2 separate regions of the Mus musculus genome follow, and region 2 is linked to region 1. A link is a contact called in public HiChIP or PLAC-seq data. All regions are on one chromosome and are shown on one strand. Each heading gives the region's core, a stretch centred on a gene start, on an enhancer-like site or on the middle of the called end of the contact. The rest is flanking DNA. Distances are from core to core; before and after follow the strand shown.

The links. HiChIP or PLAC-seq counts read pairs in DNA pulled down with a chosen protein or histone mark.
Region 2: a contact with region 1 is called in an H3K27ac HiChIP or PLAC-seq map of the HPC-7 cell line, with 6 times the contacts expected there. The contact joins two enhancer-like sites. A contact is called at or near these places in 6 of 39 promoter capture datasets (the HPC-7 cell line, cranial neural crest, macrophages and 3 more), 1 of 484 Hi-C or Micro-C datasets (nephron progenitors), 3 of 115 datasets of contacts at active chromatin or transcription factors (the HPC-7 cell line, embryonic stem cells and pancreatic cancer cells) and 2 of 9 other capture datasets (adipose tissue and pancreatic islet).

What each region holds. Positions count from the first base shown.
Region 1 is chr1:171,549,750-171,553,487 of GRCm38.p6, forward strand. No RefSeq gene overlaps it. Among named protein-coding and RNA genes, the nearest start is that of Cd244a, 7.6 kb to the right of the region's middle. Within about 2 kb of position 1,827, at least 75 of the 459 cell types and tissues checked have an H3K27ac peak or open chromatin away from gene starts, as enhancers often do. A contact at or near this core is called in the HPC-7 cell line, where this site is marked.
Region 2 is chr1:171,746,268-171,750,005 of GRCm38.p6, forward strand. No RefSeq gene overlaps it. Among named protein-coding and RNA genes, the nearest start is that of Gm22950, 15 kb to the left of the region's middle. Within about 2 kb of position 1,859, at least 7 of the 459 cell types and tissues checked have an H3K27ac peak or open chromatin away from gene starts, as enhancers often do. A contact at or near this core is called in the HPC-7 cell line, where this site is marked.

The DNA.
Region 1 (3,738 bases), core at 577-3,076:
ATGTTCTCCTTATAGCTTTAATTTTATTGATAGTTTCTTTTGAAGTTTTGAGATGTAGAACTTCTTAGTGTTAAAGATTGTTTTTCGTCTTTTGTGATTAGCACATCTTTAGGATATAAGATGTTATAGCTTATGCTCATTGATTTTTTTTAAGGTTTATTTATTATTATATGTAAGTACACGGTAGCTGTCTTTAAACACACAAGAAGAGGGTGTCAGATCTCAGTACAGATGGTTGTGAGCCACTATGTGGTTGCTGGGATTTGATCTCAGGACCCTTAGAAGAGCAGTCAATGCTCTTACTCACTGAGCTATCTTTCCAGTTCCCTGGTTGCTTGTTTTTTTGTTGTTGTTGTTTTTTTGTTTTTTTGTTTTGGATAGGTTTTCATTATATAACTAATTTCTATCCTCTCAAATACTTGGTGTCATCAGACTTCATTATTTTTGCCAATTAAATGTTCTTAATTTGCATATCTCTAATCTTTAGGGAGACTGAATCTTTCTGTGTCTGAATGTGTATGTGTGTGTGTGTGTGTGTGTGTAGCATATACATATGTTATTCTCTTTAGGCTAACCTAGAACTTGTTGTATAGACATGGCTGGCCTTGAACTTGCCTTTGTCTCCTGAGTGCCTGAAAGAACCTAGTGGGGAAACCCCCACTCAACTCCTGATTCGGCATGCACCCAAGAATCAAGAACAAACAGAGCATCTTGATGTAAATACATGAGGTAGTTTAATGGCTCCGGGTTGAAATGTGTCTCATGCAGGAGACAGTGGATTCGACCAGGAGGCTTGCAAGCTAGGGGTTTTTATAGAAAAGGGGCTGGGGGAGGAATTGGTGAGGTTTCACATGATTGGTTCATTTAAACATCAGCAGACTATACATGCAGATAACATTTAACTTAGGTCAGAAGGGTGGGAGATAGGGAGGCACCGGGCCAGTCTGGCCATGTCATTCTCTTTATCTTTATGGCTAAGCAGCCTCAGGAATGTCTTAACGACGGGCCTGCCCGGGCATGTCCTGGCCTGTTCTGCTATGTTCTCAGTTTCAACCTGGGCTATTTGACATAAATTACATGACTCACAGGAATCAAGTTTTATTTTCTTTCATGCCAAGATTACATCTAACAGCTGCTAATATATATATATATTTTTTTTTGAATGAGCTCTTTTACTAAAAAAGTCACCTGGTTCTTCTATGAATGACTTTGGTTTATCAGAGAGATTCACTGTAAATTCCACGTAATTCTGATGACCCAGAGAGCTAAGTTTGAAAAAATCTCTTGGCAACAAAAATACACTAAATGCATTTAAAGAAATGTTGACACACACTTAGAATCATAGAGTAGAGAAAGGGAGTCATCTCCTCACCTTACCTTGAACCTTCAAGAAAGCAGGAGGTACAAATGTGCAGACAGTGGGGGGGGGGGAAGGTATAGATATGAGAGGCAGAGATGAGGCTTTACAGATCCAGGGAAGGGACTAGGACTCAAGACCTCATCGTTGGGCTTATATAGGCTGGAAAGGAGTCTCCAAATGTAAACATGAGGCATCCAAAGTCTCTGATCAGGATTTATAAATCTGTGAGTGCTGTTGCTCTGCCCAGAAGGGAAGGAAGGCAGGAAGGAAGCCCTGGCGGAGAGCTGAGCAAGGGGAGGTAACGGTCTTCACAGATGTGCTATGGTTCATGATCAGAGGCAGCTGGAAGGACAAGACGTGCCAGAAAACACGGAGAACTGCTCATCAAAATGAAGTGGAAAGGTGGCAGTGGAGCAATGATGGGACAGAAAAGAGGAACCCAGCGGTACAGGAAGAAGAAGTGAGATCTAGTCTCTTAATTGTTTATGATCTTGTGTGGGCGTTTAGACACACCTTGGGTGGTGCTCTGGGCAGCTTGCAGTCAGGGAATCTGTCAGCTCTGTTATGGATTTTACAAGAGAGAGAAGCAAAAACACGAAACAGAGTTAAATCTTCCAGAAGGTAGCTGCATTGTGTAAAGTCGGTTTCATTTATGGTCAACTGTGACTGTCCCTCATTACAATGATCTAAGTCGATGGTTTGTAGGGGACGATGATACTGAACTCTGGTTGTGTGTACGTGTGTTTTAGGGCTCTGGGGAGGCACAGTGGAAAGAGCTGAAGGGAACAAGGGCCCATACAAGTTACTTTATTATTAAAACTTCACTTGTTCAATTATACTTAGAACTTTGAAAGTCCATATAATTTACAAAGCAGGCAATCAAGTACCCAGAAGTCAGTGTGTGTGTGTTGTATATGTGTGGATCTTTGAAAGTGCTTTGGTATATTAATAATATGTCAATCTCAGAATATAGAAACTTGAGAATATGATGTTACTAAATCAAATTTGAGTCCATAAAGTATAAGAGTACAAATGTGTAAAACAAATTTATATTTGTCTTATTTATTTTTAAAGTTACGTTTTTGGTGTGTGGGCGTACTAAGGCTTGTGAGTAAAGGTCGGATTTCAACTTAGTGGCTCCTAGAATCAAACTCAGGTAACTCGGCTTGGAGGCAGCAGTCTTGACCTGAAGAGCCATCTCTCCAGCTACTTTATTGTCTTTAACCTGTACAAGGTACTTTATTGATACATTTTTTCTTGACATTTGACACAGGTCTTTTATTCGACTTTTGTGTGATTCTAACATACAGCTATTCATCTCATTTTTACCCCATGCTGCTAGTGCCATCCATGGATCATGAGTTCTGAATATTCAGGGCTGCTTCTTGGCTGGAGCTAGGAGTGGCAAGTTTCCCAGGTCAGAATTCTAAGATGAGCCATGCTGTGAGCTGCACTCTGTGTTTCCCTCCCAGGTGCAGGCACAGGCACAGGCAGAGATGCTCCCAGGATTAGTGCTCCCAGGCCCAGATGCAGTTGCTCTAGGCTACTTGCTGCCCCAAGTATTGCTTGAAGACACTCTGTTTTGATAGAACCTAGTGGGGAACCCCACACTCAATTCCTGATTCGGCGGGCACCCAAAGAATCACGAAAAGGCCTTGATGTAATTACATGAGGTCGTTTAATGACAGAGCTCCGGACCGACATGCATCCCCCACAGGAGATAATGGATATCGGCCACGAGGCTAGGAAGCTAGGGGTTTTTATGGGTTAAGGGGCTTAGGGGTGTGGAATTCAGCATAGCAATACACTATTGGCTTATTCAAACATCAGCAGAAAAATTACATGTACGTGCAGGGTGTCAGAGTTCTGTGAGTTGTTGACTCAGTTTAGATAGCCCTGTTATGTCCTCACATTCCTCTTTATCTTTAAGATTAAGCTGTTCCCAGGAATGTTTTAACTATGGGGCATACTCGGGTTTGTTTTTCTTTTTTCTTAGCCCCAGGCAGCTTCTAGGCTCACAAACAACCAGCAATTTCTGAGCACTTTATATGACTTACAGGTTTTGAAATTTCATTTCTTTCAGTTTCACCTTCCTTATGAGACAGTTACATTCCTTTAACCTGGAGCTAAAAGTCACTGTGGGAAGAGAGGTTCCCAAGCATTCAAGAGTAGCGCAGCCTTGATGAGCAGAGACTGTGTATGGTTTTAGAGCTTTATTATAGAAAGGCAGGGGGAAAGAGAGAAGGCAGAAGAGAGAGAGAGAGAGAGAGAGAGAGAGAGAGAGAGAGAGAGAGAGAGAGAGAGAGAGAGGAAAGGCTAGAGAGAAAGAGAGAGTAAGAGGGAGAGAGTGAGAGGAGAGGAGAGTAAGAGCAAGAGAA
Region 2 (3,738 bases), core at 609-3,108, 200 kb after region 1:
GTGCAGACAAAAGAATTCCAGGTGCCACCTGGATAACATGGGAAGATTCTTCCTCTGTAGGGAGAGGAACTTGGGGACTGGAACGAGGAGAGGAAAGAGGAGAGGGAAAGGAAACAGAGCGTTCCAGAATAGTATGCTAGCAGGGTTGTCTGGAATGTACACATAGAATGCTTAAAGTGGAGCAATGGCTTTCTGCATGCTGGAGCGGCTGAGAACCCATGAGGCTGTCCCAGCCTCTTATTGATGTCCTGGATTGTCCTAGTTGTCTGTCTGTATTGGAAGACTGAAGAAGCTGGAGTCAGGTGTTAGTGGAGGACAGTGAAAGCAACTAGGAGAATAGACACAAGCAGGAAGCCGTGCTAGGCCAATCAGCATGCACCAGGATATTTTATTGAATCACCCACTAAACGGTCCCATCCACTCCAGGCAAGTGTCTTTTTGTGAGTGTTACAGCTCTGAGGGGAAAGGTTTCCCCAATGCAAGTCTTATAGCTCTGAAGGGAAAGTTGTCCTGGAAGGTGGGAGTCAAGGAACACCACCAAGTCACATTGCACAACAAACCTCATGCAAGAAACTTACTGGGAAAGACAATGGCTGCCTCTGCTCCTTTGAGAAGCAGGAGGGAACTGAGCTGGAGGCAGGCTTTATACAGGGTTTCTTGGCAGCAGTTTTCCAGGATAAGGATTTCCAGGATTGGTGGGGTTTCAAGTCCTGAGCTTGGGGTGAGCCCAGGAATTGGTGGGATTTCAAGATCAGGGATTGGTGGGATTTTGAACTCGGGATTTGGTGGGTTTTCAAACCTGGACATAAGCTCAGACGTTTTTTTTTTTTTACCCTACACTTTTTCTTTCAGTTTTTAATTCCTGAAAACGCCCCAGATATTGGCCCCAAGGGTTGGTTGATTCTGGAATCCCATCAAGATGACAGTCAAGATTAACCACTACAATTAGCAAATAGACCAGGGCTATAAACTGGTGGTGTTGTAGTTCTGTCCATCTCTTTACCTTCTAAAGAGCAGGAGCACCTCTCTTAGCCTTGCTATCTCTGACGAAGAACAGGGACATGGAGCAGAAGGACCTTTCTAAAGCAGAAGTTTACTGACCACACCGTCATGCTCCTTAGAGCGCCCAAGCTTCCGACAACACCTTGCATGACTTGGTTTCTGTGGATTTCTCCTTTCTCATTTCTAGCTTAACCCTCCCGCCCCCCTTCCCCAGCTCTTCACCAAATGCTGCAACTTTTCTGCATTTGCAACTCCTCAGAAATACCCTGCGCCTTTGTTCAAACTTTTGCACTTCTTGGAACCCGCCTCCTCCTCATTGATCCAATAAACTCTTACTCATTTGTTAAGACTCAAAGCAATTGTTCTCCAAAGCCAAGATACATTTCTGAGAAGAGACTCACTTTCCCTCACACATTGACCCTTTAGACCTATGATGTGACAGAGAGGAGTGTTGTAGAGAAGCTTGGGAAATCAACAGGGAAGCCCACAAAATTTACATTTCTCTATGCTTTCTTCCATCTTGGAAAACCATCACAGAGAAGTGGCTTTCCCGAGGCCTCTTGATTAGTTAGCGGCAGAGTTGACACTGTAGGTCCAGGATAACGCCTGCCTTTACTGATGCAACATTGGGCATCCCCTGCCAATCAGAAGAATCTCCTGAATTCTCTTAGATCCTAGAACTTTCCAGGCCTTGAGAGGATGACAAGACAGGCAGGTTCACTGGCTTCTAGAGAAAGCACCAGCAACGGTTCTTTGATCTCCAGGTTTATACCTAATGCTTGGAATGGTACCAGAAACCTCTAGAGGTTGCATACCATAGACTCTATGCCATAGAAGATGAGGCATGGGCTCTGGAGTCAGACAATTTGGGGTTTATGTTCCAAAATTACCATTTACTAATTGTAGAACTCTAGGAAGAATGAACATTCCTTGTGTGAAAAATATGTAGATGATCTTTCTATGGGTATCAAGGGAGAAAATTGCACTCAATCATGCCACACAAGGTCAAGCATACAGTGAGGGCTTAACTAGTGTGTTATCTTCTTCTGTTCCAGACTGCTACTTTCCTTCTTCCTCATTTAGGACTTTAAAGTGTCTAACTCAAGATAAGAGCTCTTAGTTCAAGTTCCTTCAAGTGTAAAATAAGATAATTGATTACATGATTTCAATACCCAAATATTTTAATGTTTGCTTTCATTCGTCTTCTCAATTGAATCAGAGGATTTAGCACAAAATCTTCCCATGGTTGTGACCTGAGCAACAGGTTTTGCTTAGAGGAAGTGGAGGGGGGTAAAATGCAAATGTTGGTGGCTAAATTGGATTTCCCTGGGTCTGATGACTTCCAAGATGCCTCTAAAATATAATTTCAGTGATGATGTTTATAGAAGGGATCAACCTTACCCCCAAATAATAAGTAGAATTAGTATGTTCAACAAACACATTTAGCAACATTGTATCTCATTCACTGTTACATCGGGAAGCATAAAGATAAATAGAAAAAAGGAGAGAGAAAGAAAAAAAAAAAGGAACTTAACCAGGAGTTGGGTGCACTGACTTCAACCCAAGAGATCTGGTTTCTGGTCACATCTTTGTAAAAACTCACTTCATGGTAAGTCCCTTAAAGGTGTTAGCCTTTAAGTCGAGCTTTTCTCAGAGTGAGGTGAGAGAGCTAAAATAGGTGACTTCTAAGATTGTTTTAATTTTGAGTTTTGTTTCTAGATTATTCTCTTACAGTCGGTATATGTACTCAAATATTTCCTGGAATCTTCCATTTAGATGAACTGTAAATATTTCAACCAAACATTTCTCAAACTGACAACTCACCTTATGTTCCTTGCTCCCAATTATGCCCCAAAGTTTTTTCTACTTCTAGGTTTGCAGGAGACTAAACCTCACAGCTAAATGTCATAGTGTCCCTCATGTCCAGCATTCAAATAGACATCAAATTCTGCTGTCAGGTCCAAAAGAATCTTCAATTCCACAAACTCCTAGAGGCAGTCCAACTATCTGGACATGAACTGAACCCGTACTAGGAGGATTTCTGATAGTTAAATAAAAGCCACCATTCCTCAGGATCTTTCAAAGCTTGTTCCCATCAGCCAAAAGAAAGAGTCATTTCCCTTACCTCTGGCAAAAGGGACACGTGGTTCTTTAATTAACATATACTGTTAGCGTCTATCAGAATATGAAGGTCCATGCTGGCTTCCAGGATCCCCCAGTCCTTACTCACAAGCATTTGTTATACATTTCAAAGCCCCCACACTAGTGTTCTGACCTTCCCCTCCTCCAGCTACTCATTCTGCTTACAACCTTGCTATTTTCACTGTTTTCTGTATGTTCTGCTCCTGCTTCTCTCACGATGCTCTCTATTCTCTATGCTCTCTCTATTCTCTATGCTCCCTCTATCCTCTATGCTCTCTCTACTCTATCCCCTACTCTTCCTCCCTCTCTTGTAGATAGCCCTGGCAATGTCCAGTCTGCTGGCCATGTTCATGCTATTTCTTTCTCTTTCTGCTCTGCTCTCTTCTATCTGCATCTGGATATTTTCTCCCTTTTATATACAATAAAAGCTTTTGCCTTAACCATACCATGGAGAGGTTGTGTCTGCCGTTTCTCTACTGTGCTTCCCTGTGTACACCTGCCAAGTCTACATACTAAGTGGCTCTGGTGGACAGCTTCTCCCCTCCAATGGGCACTTTTTGAGTTAGGTCTTTAATTCTTCCAGTATAGATAATA